2 separate regions of the Rattus norvegicus genome follow, and region 1 is linked to region 2. Evidence: chromatin contacts called from public Hi-C data. All regions are on one chromosome and are shown on one strand. The core of a region is the stretch at or near the end of the contact, and the rest is flanking DNA. Distances in the headings are between cores, read along the strand shown. Region 1 holds the start of Aff1 (ALF transcription elongation factor 1). Region 2 overlaps Aff1 (ALF transcription elongation factor 1).

Region 1 (7,486 bases), core at 2,167-4,666, 63 kb before region 2:
ATGGCTTCCAAGGATTTTGTATGGTCTAAGCCTCTCAAGTGGGCTTTGTTTACTTTTATTGCTGAACTAAACCTTGGGTCCTGTACATGGAGATTGTAGAGTACGTGGTACCAAGTGCCATTCTGGCCTCTCGGTAATTTACTCCCAGCATCCTCTGGGGCAGAGTCTCCTGGACTTCTCCTAGTATGAGTAGATTATTAGTGAGATTTTTGGAGTATTCTGACTTACATTACAAACTACTTAGCATTCAGGGACTCTTATAAGGTCTAATTCAAATCCTATTCCATTTCCATGTAGATATTTGCTGTATTTTTCTTGTCATTTTATATTTAAATTGTCTCAACAATTCTCTGTTGAGAGATGAGAGTGTAGTCACTTGTTTATTTATTTTGCGGCGTGAGGGTCAGACAAACGATGCCCTGGTGTAGCTAGGAAGGCTCTGCCAAGCCATACGCAACCTGAAAATAAATTTAAAAAAATGTTTTATTAGATAGATTCTCATATGTAATGCTGGCTGGTCTGGAACATGGAGCTCTGCCTGCCTCTGCTTCCTGAGTGCTGGGTTAAAGGTATATGTGACTGTGTCCAACCTATTTTTGCCATCCACATCTCGATAAATTTTTAGTGATTTTTATTTTATAATAAATCTGTACAGGGTTGAAACAGGACTATGCATGCAGAAGAAAGGTGTGAGATGCTGGTTTTCTTCAGATGGGCCTTTCTCCTAAGTATAATACTAATGCCATTTATAGCAGATTTTGAATGAATGACATCATACGTCCCTTAGAAAATGGTTTAGTGTTTCCATAGAATTATGTGTATCATTTTGTATGTCTTTAAGTTTGTTTGTTTGGTGTTTGAGACAGGGTTTCTTTGTGTAGCCCTGACTATACTGGAATTAGATCTGCCTTCCTGAATGCTGAAGTTAAAGGCCTATACCACCACAACCTGTCCTGTTTTATTTCATGAACTATCTCTATACAGTCCAAGAAAGTCTTGAGATTTTGATCCTCCCGCGTCAGCCTCCAAGGCAGCTGGGTAAAATTATTGGTGTGAGTCTCTCCTTCCAGGAAGTTATTTTTATAGCATCGTTCTCAAACTCTCAAGAGGATCTCTCACCTACTCATGGAGGGTTTCTAAATGCTGATTTACTTATTTTTATGTGTATGAGTGGTCTGTGTGCATGTATACCTGTATGCCACGTGTGTGCCTGATTCCTGCAAACAGAGGACGAAGGTTTCTGATCCCTTGGAACTGGAGTTAAGGACACCTAAGGGCTACAACATGGATGCTAAGAGAGAGATTGAACCTGGGTCCTCTGGAAGAGCAGATGAGCCCTCTCTCCAGTCCCTCAGGCATGATTTTGGAACCTATTGCTCTTTAAGTCTAGCAGGTGCTGTGAATCTCTTTCTCTGTTGTCATGGTGCTCCGACAGTTTAGGAGACTGCCTCACCTGTGGCAAGCTTCCCCAAATGCTTAGAAGGTAAAACCTTATCTTTGCAATAAACACTGAAAGTTGTTTTCCTAGAAGAGAGACTTGCCGGATGCCCAAGTCAGAAAACCTGTGAATTGTTATCTCAAGGAGACATGGTCCACGAAGAAACAACTAGTTCTGGTTGGTTTCTCTCTCCAGTCACTTTCACACGGGATCAGCCTCAGGGCCGCTGCTGTGCTTCTGAGCTCAGAACAGGGCTTTCTGTGCACTTTCTGTTTTGTCAGAAAGAGGAGGAGGGGGAGGAAGAATAGGAGGAGGGGGGAGGGGGAGGAAGGGAGAGACAGGGGAAAAAAAAAAGACCCGTACTTCAGAGTCAAGATTCAAAGGACTAGTTACCTCATCAAGGGCATTCCTAAAGTACACGAGTTCCCCAAACTACTAATGTACGTGGCGAAGAGAGCGGTGGCTGGCAAGTAGCCTCACTTGCTACCACAGCCTTCATTCCTGTGAAGGCGTCAGTCGTTCTCCACCAGTAGAGCTAAAGCCAGCGGAGTGAAAGACAAGCATTGTCTTGTGTTCTTATGTAAGTGGTTCTAACCTCTGAGAGGCCCTCCCAGGAGTCTGGAGACCTTACATTGCAGTTAGTGCGGAACCTTGCAGTCTTTAGGAACTGGGCTATCAGTTACATGAACAATATAATGCGGTGAGTCCCTGGTCGAACCCGGAGCGCACCAAGGAAGTGTCCTTTCATCAGCAGGCTGGTCCTGAATGCCCAAGTTAAGTCTTCTCCCTGCCTTTCGGCCCACCGTCGTTCTAGCCGCTTCCCAGGCAAAGCCTGGTGTCTTTCCTGTGTCTGAGTTGACGCAATTTTCGATTGTGCTTTCGAGCGTTTACGTTGGTTTGCATCATGGTTTTTGTTTGGGGAGGGAAGCAATTCTTTTAATTTATTAGCGGACTTCCCTGAATGGCTGTCTTCTGTGTAATCCGCATATTGCCCCAAGAGGGAAGTCGTTGTATAAACACTTGTTTCTGGGCACTTTCAAAACTGAAAGCAAAGTTGAAGAAGGGTTGCTTGCGGATCTCCGATGTTTCCGAGGGCAAGCCCCGCGGGGGCGGCCAGAAGCAGCGAGGGCCGTGATCGAGTGCTCCCACTCCCGGCACACCCCCACGGCAGCGGGACCCCGAGGTCCCAGCCCGAGCTCTGGGGTCTCTGCAGCGCGCGTTTCCACCCGGCGGAGCCGGAGGTAGTGGCGGCCAAGCGCGCTGCCCTTAAAAGGAGGCGGGCCGTACCACCGCGGAGCCCGCGGGGGGGTCCCGGCAAGCTCGAGCACTCGAGGGGAGCCGAGCGCCGCGCTCATCGCCCTCGAAGTGCGGGCGAACCGGGAGTGGGGACCCCGCCGCGGGTGGCGCCCACGCACCGCTCGGTCTCTGGTGACCCGAGAGTGCCCCAGGGCGACGGGGAGCGCTGCTCCCCGGGCTCTAGGGAGGTGCGGCTCGCCCGGCGGCCCCCGGTGCCCGGATGTCCGTCAGGCTCGGCGCGAGCTGAGGCTCGGGGGGGGGGGGGGGCGGAGGCGGTGCTGAGGACGCAGAGCTGAGGACGCGGCGGCAGAGAGCGCTGCGTCTGCCCGGCAGTATCGCCGACGGCTGGGGCCGATGCTGAACCCAGAGCTGGTGGTGGGAGCCCGCGGGGCGAGCGCGCTGATGGACTTGGGACGCCAGGCAGTGTGAGCCGAGCCATGGCAGCCCACTCCAGGTGAGGCTTGCGCAGGGGGCGTCAGGGACCCGAGAGTGGCCACGGGGCCGGGGCAGGGGCGGCGCGGGTGGGAGTGAGGAGACGTCGGGGGGCGGGGACCGCAGGAAGCCGCTGGATCGCTGCTATCTCATCCCCGGAGTGTCGGGCAGAAAACAGTGTCTGCACCGGGTGCAAAGGGACCGCCCGGAAAGTTGAGGTTAAAGATCCCGTTTCTGACCCGAAGAACTGTTATTTTCGGGAAGTGAAGTTGGTTTCTCGGGTCTGCCGGAGCCTGGATTTTCATTGGCGTGCCCTGTGCACTCTCATCCGGCTCTCCTAGTTGGCCATTTGGCGTCGTCAGAAGTTTGGAAGCGCACTTAATGGAAACTAAAATTCGCCCTGGAGAGAGAGGGAAATTTGCCTGGTGAGCAATGAAGATTTTTTTCCCTGCTAGAATGTACGATTCCACATAAAACGGCACAGTCGGAGTGAATCTGCTGAGTAGGCAAAGGCCGGAATGCGACGGGTTGGTGAAGGGGAGTCTGGCTAATGACCCGCAGTTGCTGTCAGGGGAGCGCCCTGTACAGCAAGGGCCGAGTCCTGCCTTCTCTGGGGTTTGCAGGTTTAAGAAGGAACCTTAAAATTTGACCGCGCACCGGTGATTGCCCCAAGATTCAGGGTGTTGGGTTTCATCCGGCTTTGGTCTCTACAGCTGTTGGTAGTCAGGGAAAACGGGGCCGCCGTATCTTTTCAAAACTTTCTTTCGCCAGAAGGCAGTGTGGCTGCTGACAGGTTTACAATTATGGAAAGGCTCTTTAGTCTAATACTTGATTCGGGATAGTGATTTGGTGACCTATCTGGACGCTGAGCTGAACTAATTTTAGGTCTGAAGATCATGGAGGGCAGTAGATTTGTAAACGTTAGAGACTGAGTAGATATAACTTGAATTTTTCTAAGAGATAAAACTTTCTAGGAAGGAACTTCTCTAAATAGAAAACCCCCTAAGTGCGTTTTACTTTAAAAACAAGTTTAATCCTTTCAAACTGGCTTAATGGTGTCTCCATTTTATTGGGTGTTGGAAGGAAGGGGTTCCTAAGGGAACAAAGGAATGGGGAACAGAAGTTGCATCTTTATAAAACCTTTTGCTAAATGCTAACCAAAAAGTAACGTTTAGCTTTTAGCATAAACAGAACCTGTAGATTTTCGTAACATCACAGTGACTGCAATGCCTTCAATCCCTAACGTTTCCCATCGCTTCAAATTAAGGAGCCGTTTGTCTTCCTTGGCTAGTAATAAAAATATGCTATTTTAGCAGGATATGGTTGCCCACGCCTTTAATCCCAGAACTCGCCTTTAATCCCAGCACTCAGAAGGCAGAGGCAGGAGGATCCCCATGAGTTCTGGGGAAAGCCTGATCTACAAGGAGAGTTGCAGGACAGCCAGAGCTGTTACACAGAGAAACTCTGTCTCAACACCCCCCAAACTATTTTCGCTACTTTGTCAGTAATGCATTTTAGTAAAGACTCTTCTAGATCATTTGTTTCCTTTGTATTGTGTAATTTACTTGTATTAAATATATTACCCCCAGAGTGCCCCTAAGAATCGCACTGCCCCAGGATCCCGTGGCAAACAACTTGAGATTAACGAACCTCCATAAAATCGTTGAAGCCGGCAGAGCGTGGTGATTTGCACCTTAGTTCTATTGTTCCCATTCCTGAGCCCTTAAACTAATGTCAGAGGTAAAATGAGATGAACGATAAATTGGGACCTGTGTCTGCTAGACACAGCGGTAAGCTGCTGTGATTAGATTGCCTCTTCGCTCACCTAAATAAGACAGGCAAGTGCTTTATTATTTGCACTTGGCAGTTAAGGAAACTGAGGCCTAACCAGGTCACACAGGTGCAACATGCCTGACCCCAGACGGACTGCATAGCCGCTACAATGTAGCACTTCCTGCTTACTGTTGCTTCTGCTCCAGCAGCTGCAAAACCTCAGAGTAAGAGCCAGAAAGCGATCTCTGCAGTCTGCTCGGTGCAGCATCTTTAATCTCAGGCATCAATGTGGCTGCTCAACACATCAGCCAAGACTCCGGCGTCCTTTACCTGGCCTGGTCACATGCTCTGGCACTAGAAACAAAAACCACAGAGCATCATGGTTGGTTGTTTTCTTAGCCTGCGTGTGGAGAGTACATACCATGTTGTAAACATCCCTTCGGTTTTGCCTCAAGTGTGCTCCGAGCTTGTGAAGGCATAGTGTGCTGTGTGGTAGAGTAGACAACCCTTTGAGATTTGAATTGAATGTATGGAGAAGGACTGAAGATATTTTTGGATTTCAGGACGCCCCCAAAGTCAGGCCAAGTTTCTTGAAAAGTGCTAAGAGAAATGGAAGCATTCTTTGTGATACTAAAACCACTAGCATGTGTCTTGTAGTGGATTGAAGATTTACTGTCATGACAGTGAACTTGGATGGTCAGGCTCAGTGGACTTAGAGATTCTTCACAGCTCACTGTTTAACCATAGTAGTTAAGAGCACTTCCTGCTCTTAGAGAGGACTGGAGTTCTGTTCCCAGCACCTACATGCAGCTTACAACCATCTGTAACTCCAGTTACAGGAGATCTAGAGACCCTTCTGGCCTCCATGGACCTCAGGCAGGCAGTTAGGATACATACAGGCCAAAGTATACACAATTTTAAAAAAAAAGGGAGGGGGGGAGAAACTCCACCAAACCTACCCCAAGTAGTTTCATTGTGCATAGACATATTTGGAGGTGGGAATTTAGACGGGGGTCTTGCAGGAGTGGAAGTGAATCAGGAACAGGTCCTTTTTTTTTTTTTTTTTTTTTTTTTTTTAAAGATTTATTCATTTATTTTTATGTACAGCATTCTGTCTGCTTATGTGACTGCAGGCCAGAAGAGGGCACCAGATCTCATTACAGATGGTTGTGAGCCACCATGTGGTTGCTGGGAATTGAACTCATGACCTCTGGGAGAGCAGTCAGTGCTCTTAACCGCTGAGCCATCTCTCCAGCCCAACAGGTCCTGATTTAAAGCGGACTTGAATGAGCTCAGCTGCATTCGCTTCTCTATGTGGCTCAAGGCAGGATGCTGTCAGCTTCTGGTATTCCCATATCAGTTGTGAATGAGAGTGCTAAGTGTTTATGGGCTCAGTAGCTGCTTTAAAACTAAGATTATATAGCCCTCCCTCTCCCCTCCCAAATCCTGAAAGTCGTTGTGCTTTGGTGGTGGTGGTGGTGGTGGTGGTGGTGGTGGTGGTGGTGGTGGTGGTGGTGGTGGTTGTGCTGCTGCCGCCACTGCCCCGTCTCCTCCTTCTCCCTCCCTCCCTCCTCCTCCTTCCTCTTCTTTAATGCTGGGAGTCAATATATAGAACGGGCTGGCCTCAAACTCACAGTTCCACCTGCCTCTTTTGGGGTCAGTGGCATGTGCCACCTTGGCAAGGATAGATTTCTTTGTAGTGGAAGACATTTATTAACTACCCTTTGGGGAAAAAAAAAAACCCATGGTTTATTTAGGATCAGAGTTGTGAGTTAGTTACAGCTTCTCTGGAACCTGTACACATAACACACCCTGAACACACTTCCTTGAGAGAACTGGTAGGAGCTTGATTTCCTCAACGTGAAACAGTTACAGATCATAATAAGAGTTTCTGGAATCTCATCTGGGTAGAGGTCATTCTGCCTGCAACTATTGCACACATAGTAAATTCGGTGTATATGGTCCTTGTCCTATATAGAGTGCTTCCAGGATGGTGAGGAGCAGTGTGGATTGCTAGGATAAAAAGACCCGAGTCTGGCTTCCAGCTCTCCCAGTCCCTCCATTAAAACCATCTGTGGAGTCTAGGATGGACTCTATATCTATCTTCTATCTTAATTAGTTCTAAAAGTGCCTTGTGTTGGGTTTGAGGAGAGACCTGGCAATCCCAGCAAACAGGACTTTACAAACAGGGGAAGGGTATCTGGGTGGTCTGATTGCATCTGGTGGTTGAACTACCAGATCCAGAGAAGCGTCCATACACGGCAAAGGGAGATTAGGTCTGGCCAGCACCTCCCTACCTACCTCTCTCACAGTTTTCCTTTGGAATTTGACACTAGTCAGTGTTAATGAAGCCCTGGAGTCAAAGAAGTAAAGTCAGGTTGTTCCCAAGATTCTTCTGAAGCCAGGTTTTTATCGGTTTAGCTATTCTAGTGAGGGAAGCTCTTCCTGTTGAGTAAAGTATGATCCCTAAGCTGGTACAAAACCAGTTTGGCCCCACCCTGTGCCTCCACCGCCTGCTGGGGAGCTACTGATTACCTGGCTGAAAAC
Region 2 (7,066 bases), core at 2,243-4,742:
ACTCTGCAGTTGTAAGCTGAGGAAAGGCTACTCTATACCTGCCTGCTGTCTGTGGGGTGCTGTTCTGTCCGAGGCATCACCTTCTGGGTCACCGTGGCAGCAGAGAGATGAAGGGCGCAGGGTGCGTGGTGCTTGTGTGTACAACGGCTCAGGATTGACACAGAAGGGGCTGTTCCACTGAAAACGATAGATTTGTGGGCTGCGTTCCAGGTTTCTGATGTAGGAAAACTGTTTTGGATTTAGCCCTTTTGTTTTTCTTTGTGTTTAAAAGTACATGCAGACTATAAACTGGAGTTTTTGCAGTAACCCGCATCTGATGCTTTCTGTTTAGCTAGAGAAGAGGTGGAGGCAAAGGGAGTCAGTCTTGGCTCCAGGTCTCTCCCATCTCATCACTCCCTGTGCTGTCCTTTATGCACATAAAGGCTTGTGCACGTGGGTGTGTGCACACATTCGTGTCCGTGTTCACTCATGTGCTTTTAGAAAGTAAATATTACAGTGGAAGTGAGGTAGGGCTCAGTTTTAGTTTTAAGCAAATATTTGGGGGCTGGAGAGATGGCTTAGCATTTATGAGTTCATACTACTCTTCCAGAGGACCCGGGTTTGATTCATAACACCCTGCCATGCAGCTTACAGCCTAGTGTGTAACTCCAGTTCCAGGGATTGTGACAGCCTCCTTTGCTGGCTTCTCTGGGAGTACCTACATAGATGTCACACACATGCACACACATGCACACGTACACGCACATGAATACAGACAGAGGGGGTGCCTCCAGCTTCCAGCTCTTCCCTAGGATGAAGTTGATGGTGCCTTCCTCCTCAGGGCAGTTGCTATTGTTCCAGTAGTAAAGGGTGGGTCCTGAAGCCAACCCACCACTGTCATCAGTTCCCAGCGCTGTCGAGGTTTTTAAATCGAGCTCTCTCTTGCTTCCTTTGCAGCAGCCGTACTCCAATGAAGTCCACTGTGTTGAAGAGATTCTGAAGGTGAGTTGATAATTACTGTATCGTTTGAAGAAGCACCGTACCCCTCAGATGCACACCCACGTGAGTCCACTCTAGTGAGCAGTGCCGGTCCAGCGCTCTAGCAGATTTTACTCGCTGAGATGAAGTTTACAAACAACAAGAATTTAGAGCAGTGTTTTTTGAAATCCTCAAGTTCTGCTTTCCCATAAAGACTGAGGGCTGTGCTCATCTCCCAGAGAAGAAACACCTTTTACGGGCACAGCATTAAATAGCCCTGTGTCCATGGTCTAGCTTTTTATGCAGTGAAACCTGGTACATACGACCTCTTTCTTGAGATCTTGAAACTTGAAATGAGTGGACGCTAGTGTGATGGTGGATGCTTTAGTCTAGAACTCCACTGCAGAAGCGGGAAGGTGATCTGTGTGACTCAGGTCAGCCATGGACACTCAGTGAGATCCTGTGACGCACAGGCACGCATGCACACACGGAAATGGAGGGTCATATTCAGACTTCCACGTTGGGTTGTTTTTGTTTGCTTGTTTATTTGGGTCGTGCGAGCACCTTGTTGCTATAAATGTATCACTGTGTGCATTGCCTCCTGTAAGTGTATTGTCACACACCTTACCCACCTGTGCCCACACATACATTACCCACTTGCTCTGGTTTTCTTGCACTGGAATGATGTATTCCTTTAAAAAACAACAAAACAAAATTAACCTTAGTAGATTCTTGAACTATGAGCTTTCTTCCCTCAAGTCAGAGGAAACTGCACAAACTGTCACATGACCCATTCTTTTCTTTGATTCCTAGGAATTTCAAGATTAATTTCTTGCTTGTGTTCAGCAGTTGTAATAACCTGGGGGGGGTTTCCTCTGTGTTTCTTATTTCCTCTATGACTTATGATTTGCTTCTGTTGGTCTTAATAATACTCTTGTATCTTTTATTGTAACGTTTGGTTCTTTTAAGTTCTAGATCTGTGGATTTTAATCTCTACTGTTCATTATTTTTTCTCTAAAATACATATTTGCCCCAAATTTGACTCTGATACCCCCCACCTTCACTGCAAAGATACTAAGCAGTGCTGCTATTTGCAGCCAGTAGACAGGAATATTGGTTACACTCTCCATTGTGAGTTTCACTAAAGCTCCAGTTTCCCTAATGTAATGCCTAAGGCGTTTTGGGAAGAGTGGACGTTCTTCCGGACTACCACAGACGGCCTAGAGTCCACAAGAGTTACTGTACCTCTCAGCTGCCAGCTTTCTCAGGCCTCAGGTGATGTTAGAACTGATTGGTAGTTAAAAGTCACAAATATCACAATTGTAATAAGTTATCGGGAAACATTCGGATGATGTTTCAAGCTCTTCGTCGACTTCCACACTTAGAAGTACAGCAAAGAGCTCACTGCCGTCTGATCGAAGAAGTGCCTGGAACTCTGTTTCAGTTGAATGTGGTGCAGCTTCTGAGGTTGGGGTTGCATTCTCAAATCTCAACACCTGAGTTGCTACACACCCGGCCTTTCAAAAAATCACCCCCTCCCTCTAAGTTTCTACTCGGTGTATTTTTGCCTTCAGGTATCCACTCACTTACCAAAATAATTCCCACCGAATAAGCGGTCAGAGTTAGTGATGTCTGCAGCCCAGGATTCAGGCCACTCTTCCTGGCTGACATTGATCCAGTTAGGGCAAAGCAGATGGTCTGCAGAAGATGAGGCAGGAGTACACTCTTAATAGGAAGTATTCAGGTCCCACGCCAGGGGCTGAGGAGACAGCTCGGTGGTTAAGAGCTCTCTAAGAGCTCAGTCAATGCTGGCCAACATTCTCGCCTGTGGCTGTGGCCGCTCACAGGGGCAGTAGGAAGGGCCAGCGAGGCACTGCACGTGTGCACTCCCCACATGTGCCACCTTGGGTTACCGGGGAGCTGGGATGACATCACTGAAGGGAAGCCAAGCGGCACCTTGAGCATGGGGTGCTAGGGGGGAGGAGGCCATGCAGTGAGACTAGGGTCTGCCTCTGGGGACAGAGTCGCAGGGATTGTTAAGGTCCTTTTGCAGCTAACTGTGATCACGTGACCTCATTGCCTTGGCTTCCTGCAGGGCTTAGGCTAGTCATTTAGGTCTTTTTTTTTTTCTTTTCTTTTTTTAATTTTAAATTTGTCAAAAGTAAGTTTCTTCGTTTGTGAAATTCTTATCTAACATTTTTGCTCTCTTCCAGAAGTGTTTGTGTGCACGTGTGTATACACACTTATGTGCACGTTTGTGATTATGTGCTTAATCAACAATACCTGTCTCCCCTCAAGTGTTTAAGCAAAGCAACGTAAATTCCCCGATTGTGCTGAGAAACATATTAATTTGTAGCCTTTAACCGAGGAAATAGGGAGTCACGATTAAAGTTTAGCTAGGGAAAGTAAATGTCCCGCTTCTGAAGCCCGCTGAAGGTGTTGCCAGGGAAGGGTCAAATCTATTAGAACCCTCCCGAGCGGAGCAAGTGGCCTCAATGACTTGTTTGTTTAAGTCCAGCAGGAAAGTTCTTCCTTTGAACTTCAATAATTCCCGGAAGCTCAGTGGAGAAGCTAGGGGCAGAATGTGCTGAACCGGGGCCCTTCCCGGCTCAGCCTTCCCCTCACTGCCTGCTGCTTCGGTGCCCAGGGCTGCCCAGGGCTGCCCGAGCCCTGCTGGCACCTGCTGAGCTCTTGTGCACTGTGATGGCCGTCCATGCTGGGCCCGTTCAGTTTCTGCTCCACTGCCCTTAAGCTGGTCTTTGTCAGTTTTGTAAGTTCAGCTTCCAGTGTAGCCTGGTACAAGCATTGCTCCGAAAGCAAATGGAATAAGAGCCTGTGAGGTGGTTTTTTTTTTTTTTTTTTTTGGATCTCCAAGTCCACTTCGAGGTTGTAAGTTCAAAACTAACCCGATGTTCCACTTACATTTGCCTTCTCTCCCTTTTCCAAACCTCTTTCTAGGAAATGACCCACTCGTGGCCGTCTCCTCTGACTGCCATACACACACCCAGTACAGCCGAGCCGTCCAGATTTCCTTTCCCTACAAAGGTAATTCCATAAATCACGACAGGCACGATATCTGGAGCAGAGGGAGTGCCGGGTGTACCGCTGGTGCCGTCTCCTCCACCGTGAGAATACAGGGTGTTGCTCTGATCGTTGATGGCTGGGATCTTTGGAGACTGGGCTAAAGGTCACAGTTTGGCTTTTACGGTACTTCAAGGCTCTTAGATACGTTATTCTCCTTCTCATGTTGGTAAGAATGTCCTAGAATCGTATAGGGCTTTATATACATCTTGCAGCATTCAGAACGTCTTAATCCAGTTTCTGTTTTGACGGCCTATCCCCTAGAGAATATAGGGAGAGGGAAACAAAGCGAGATAGACTGACTAGAGTTTGGGTTCTAGACACATACAAACCTTGCTTATCTCATACTTCCTCAATTTTTTTTTTTTTTTTTTTTTTTTTTTGGAAGTGAACAGCTAACACTAATGTTGGTTTCCAAAACAACCAAACAGGCTATGGACATGTTTTCAGTGGCGTATGGAGACAGCCGTCCTTTTCTTTTTGGCTTATACTTTAAAATATATTTTTCTGTTTTATTTTCTGAGTCTGGGTTTTTTGCCTGCATGCATGACTTCGTGTGCCCACAGAGATCAGAAGAGGCTGATGGCTCCCCCGGTACTGGTGTATTAGATGATTGCGAACCATCCTGTTGGTGCTGGGAATCAAACTCTGATCTGTGGGAGAGCCAACACCCCTCCCAATCATGAGCCGGCTCTCAGTTCCCACTGCACACGTTCAGAAAGTATCCTGAGCACTGGGGCCTGTCTGGCTGGATGGGCACGCATTCAGATTTCTAAGAACCCTTTCTATGGTCCTTGTTTTCAGGCACTCTACCTACAAACCCCGTATCCCCGTATTTAATACTTTTAAACGATAATAACAATACTTTTAAACAAAGTATTATTATTATTTAACAATCTATAACAAAGTATTTAACATTATATAACAAAGTATTTAATAACAATACTTTTAAACAAAGAAGATCCATTAATAATGGCTTTCAAATAAAGCCTTAAGCCATGCAAAAACAACTGTCCAAACCCAAAGGAAAAAGTAAATTCTCAGAAAGCCTGGAAGCAAGGAAAGTGATTCCACGCAGAGATCAGATTGGTCAGCGTCTGTCTCCTCTGTTCAGTGTGACTGGCGATTGACTGGAGGCCCGGGCGGTTTGTGGCACACACACAGTGGCATGTAGGAGGGAGGCGGGCAGTTTTTGTCATGTGGTGACATGTAAGTGTAGGCAGGCGGTGAATAGACCGATTGTCCCAGTCACTATTGGTACACTTTTCTCTACATTTGAGTTTTAGGCAACTGTCGTTTGCTATAAAGTCTGCACGGTGCTGCTGTAACAGTGAACTTTTCTTCCTAGGATCCTCTGCACATCAGTTCTGCAACCCAAAGCCAAAGTAAGTGAATGCCTACAGTTTGTATCGCCTTACAGAAGAGAGATGTGTTTTGCTTTTGCTTTTAATAATTGTTAACAGACTTGGTAATGATACACACATAGCAAATGCCCACAGGAACGAAACAGAACAAAGCCCTGAGCCACTCTGTAGGTTTAATATGAAGTGAGCTGTTTTCGTTAAATTCTAAACAAATACTAGTTAATATTACACGCAACATTTTTAAAGTTTTTGTTCGTTTGTTTCTCAGATTTATTTATTTTATGTGTACAAGTACACTGTAGCTGTCTTCACACACACACACCAGAAGAGAGCATTGGATACCATTACAGATGGATGTGAGCCACCATGCGGGTGCTGGGGATTGAACTCAGGACCTCTGGAAGAGCAGTGTTCCTAACCAATTAGTCTCTCCATCCCTTGTTTCTTGTTTTTCAAGACAAGGCTTTTCTGTGTAGCCCTGGCTGTCCTAGAACTCACTTTGCAGACTAGGCTGGGCTCTAACTCAGATCCGCCTCTAGATGTCTAGGCCACAGGACAACAATTTGAAAGTGTGAGAGCTGCTGCCACCATGAGGAGCAAGTGGGTAGCTGCAAGCACAGAAGGGTTTAAGAGTAGCTCACCCAACATTGGTCCCCTGGACCCTGTGTCCAGACAAATCAGTTGCTTCCCGGCTGGCACACTGCCTTACTTTCGGTCGCCTTTAGGGTACATCAGGGCAGTCCTCAGGGATGAGTCTCTCTGCAGCACTCTGCTGTTTCCCTGAACTTTCTATCCTGGATCCGGTTTTGTGAGCTAGGCTCTCACCGGTGTTCCTGCTGGCCACTGCACACTGTACACCCAACCTCACCTGGGACAGACCCAGGGCTTGACCCCTCCACCTCTCCTCATGGGTTCTCCTTCCTGAAGGTCTTCACTCTGGTAGAACCCCACACGGTCTCTCTGATCCAGCCATTGCAAACTTTCCGTAATTTGCCTTTGGTCATTACAATCCTGGAATCAATCTCAGGACAGTAAATTTACATAATTGCCCCATGCACTTACCTCAGACTGCCCTAGGTTGTAGATGTTTGTAGGCCTGTTTAGTGTCCCTCGGGCAACTGCAAGCACGTTTGCAGACGGGGCCAGATGTCTGTATATTGGTTTCTACAGGGGTGTCTATAAATAGGCACTAAGTGAATGAATTAGGCCATGGGAGATTGTCTCCAGGAGGGACAGGTATGGGAGAGAGGCTGTGCAGTCGCAGATGGACCTGAGAGTCAAGCCAGGTGGGATTTGAGAACAGAATTGTCATGGCGCACCCATGAGGGCCCAGTCGACTGTCACCAAGAACAGGAACCGTCCCCCTCAGTTAAGAGCAGGTTGGATCCCACTCTTAAGCTCTGTGTTCAGAGTGGCTCTGGCTGAATGTCCATTGCTGCTGTTCTGTTTCCGAATAAGCATTCTTTCACGAGACTGTAAATGCCGTGCCTGAGAGGCTGCGTCACGTGCAGATCGGTAATGTGCCTGGGTAACCGGGAGAAGCAGAGAAGAGGGAACTTAGAGCGAGCGGTTGTATAAACCTCGTGTTTCCATGCTGTTCTGACTGTATCTTCCTCCCCACAGAACAATACGATGCACCTTCAAAAACCCACCCCAACCCCCAG

The links. A called contact is a pair of places that touch in the nucleus more often than the background predicts.
Region 1: a contact with region 2 is called in a Hi-C map of liver, with 2.4 times the contacts expected there. The contact joins the promoter of Aff1 here to the enhancer-like site in region 2. A contact is called at or near these places in 11 of 12 Hi-C or Micro-C datasets (the A7r5 cell line, the Rat2 cell line, Schwann cells and 6 more) and 1 of 1 datasets of contacts at active chromatin or transcription factors (oligodendrocytes).

The regions. Positions count from the first base shown.
Region 1 is chr14:6,264,543-6,272,028 of GRCr8, reverse strand. Aff1 (ALF transcription elongation factor 1) reads left to right here and starts at 3,416. Exons shown (of 20, transcript NM_001107206.1): 1 at 3,416-3,591. The coding sequence starts at 3,548.
Region 2 is chr14:6,201,922-6,208,987 of GRCr8, reverse strand. It overlaps Aff1 (ALF transcription elongation factor 1), which reads left to right. Exons shown (of 20, transcript NM_001107206.1): 4 at 937-981; 5 at 3,916-4,002; 6 at 5,387-5,423; 7 at 7,026-7,066. Among named protein-coding and RNA genes, the nearest start is that of Aff1, 63 kb to the left of the region's middle. Within about 2 kb of position 3,492, at least 7 of the 93 cell types and tissues checked have an H3K27ac peak or open chromatin away from gene starts, as enhancers often do. A contact at or near this core is called in liver, where this site is marked.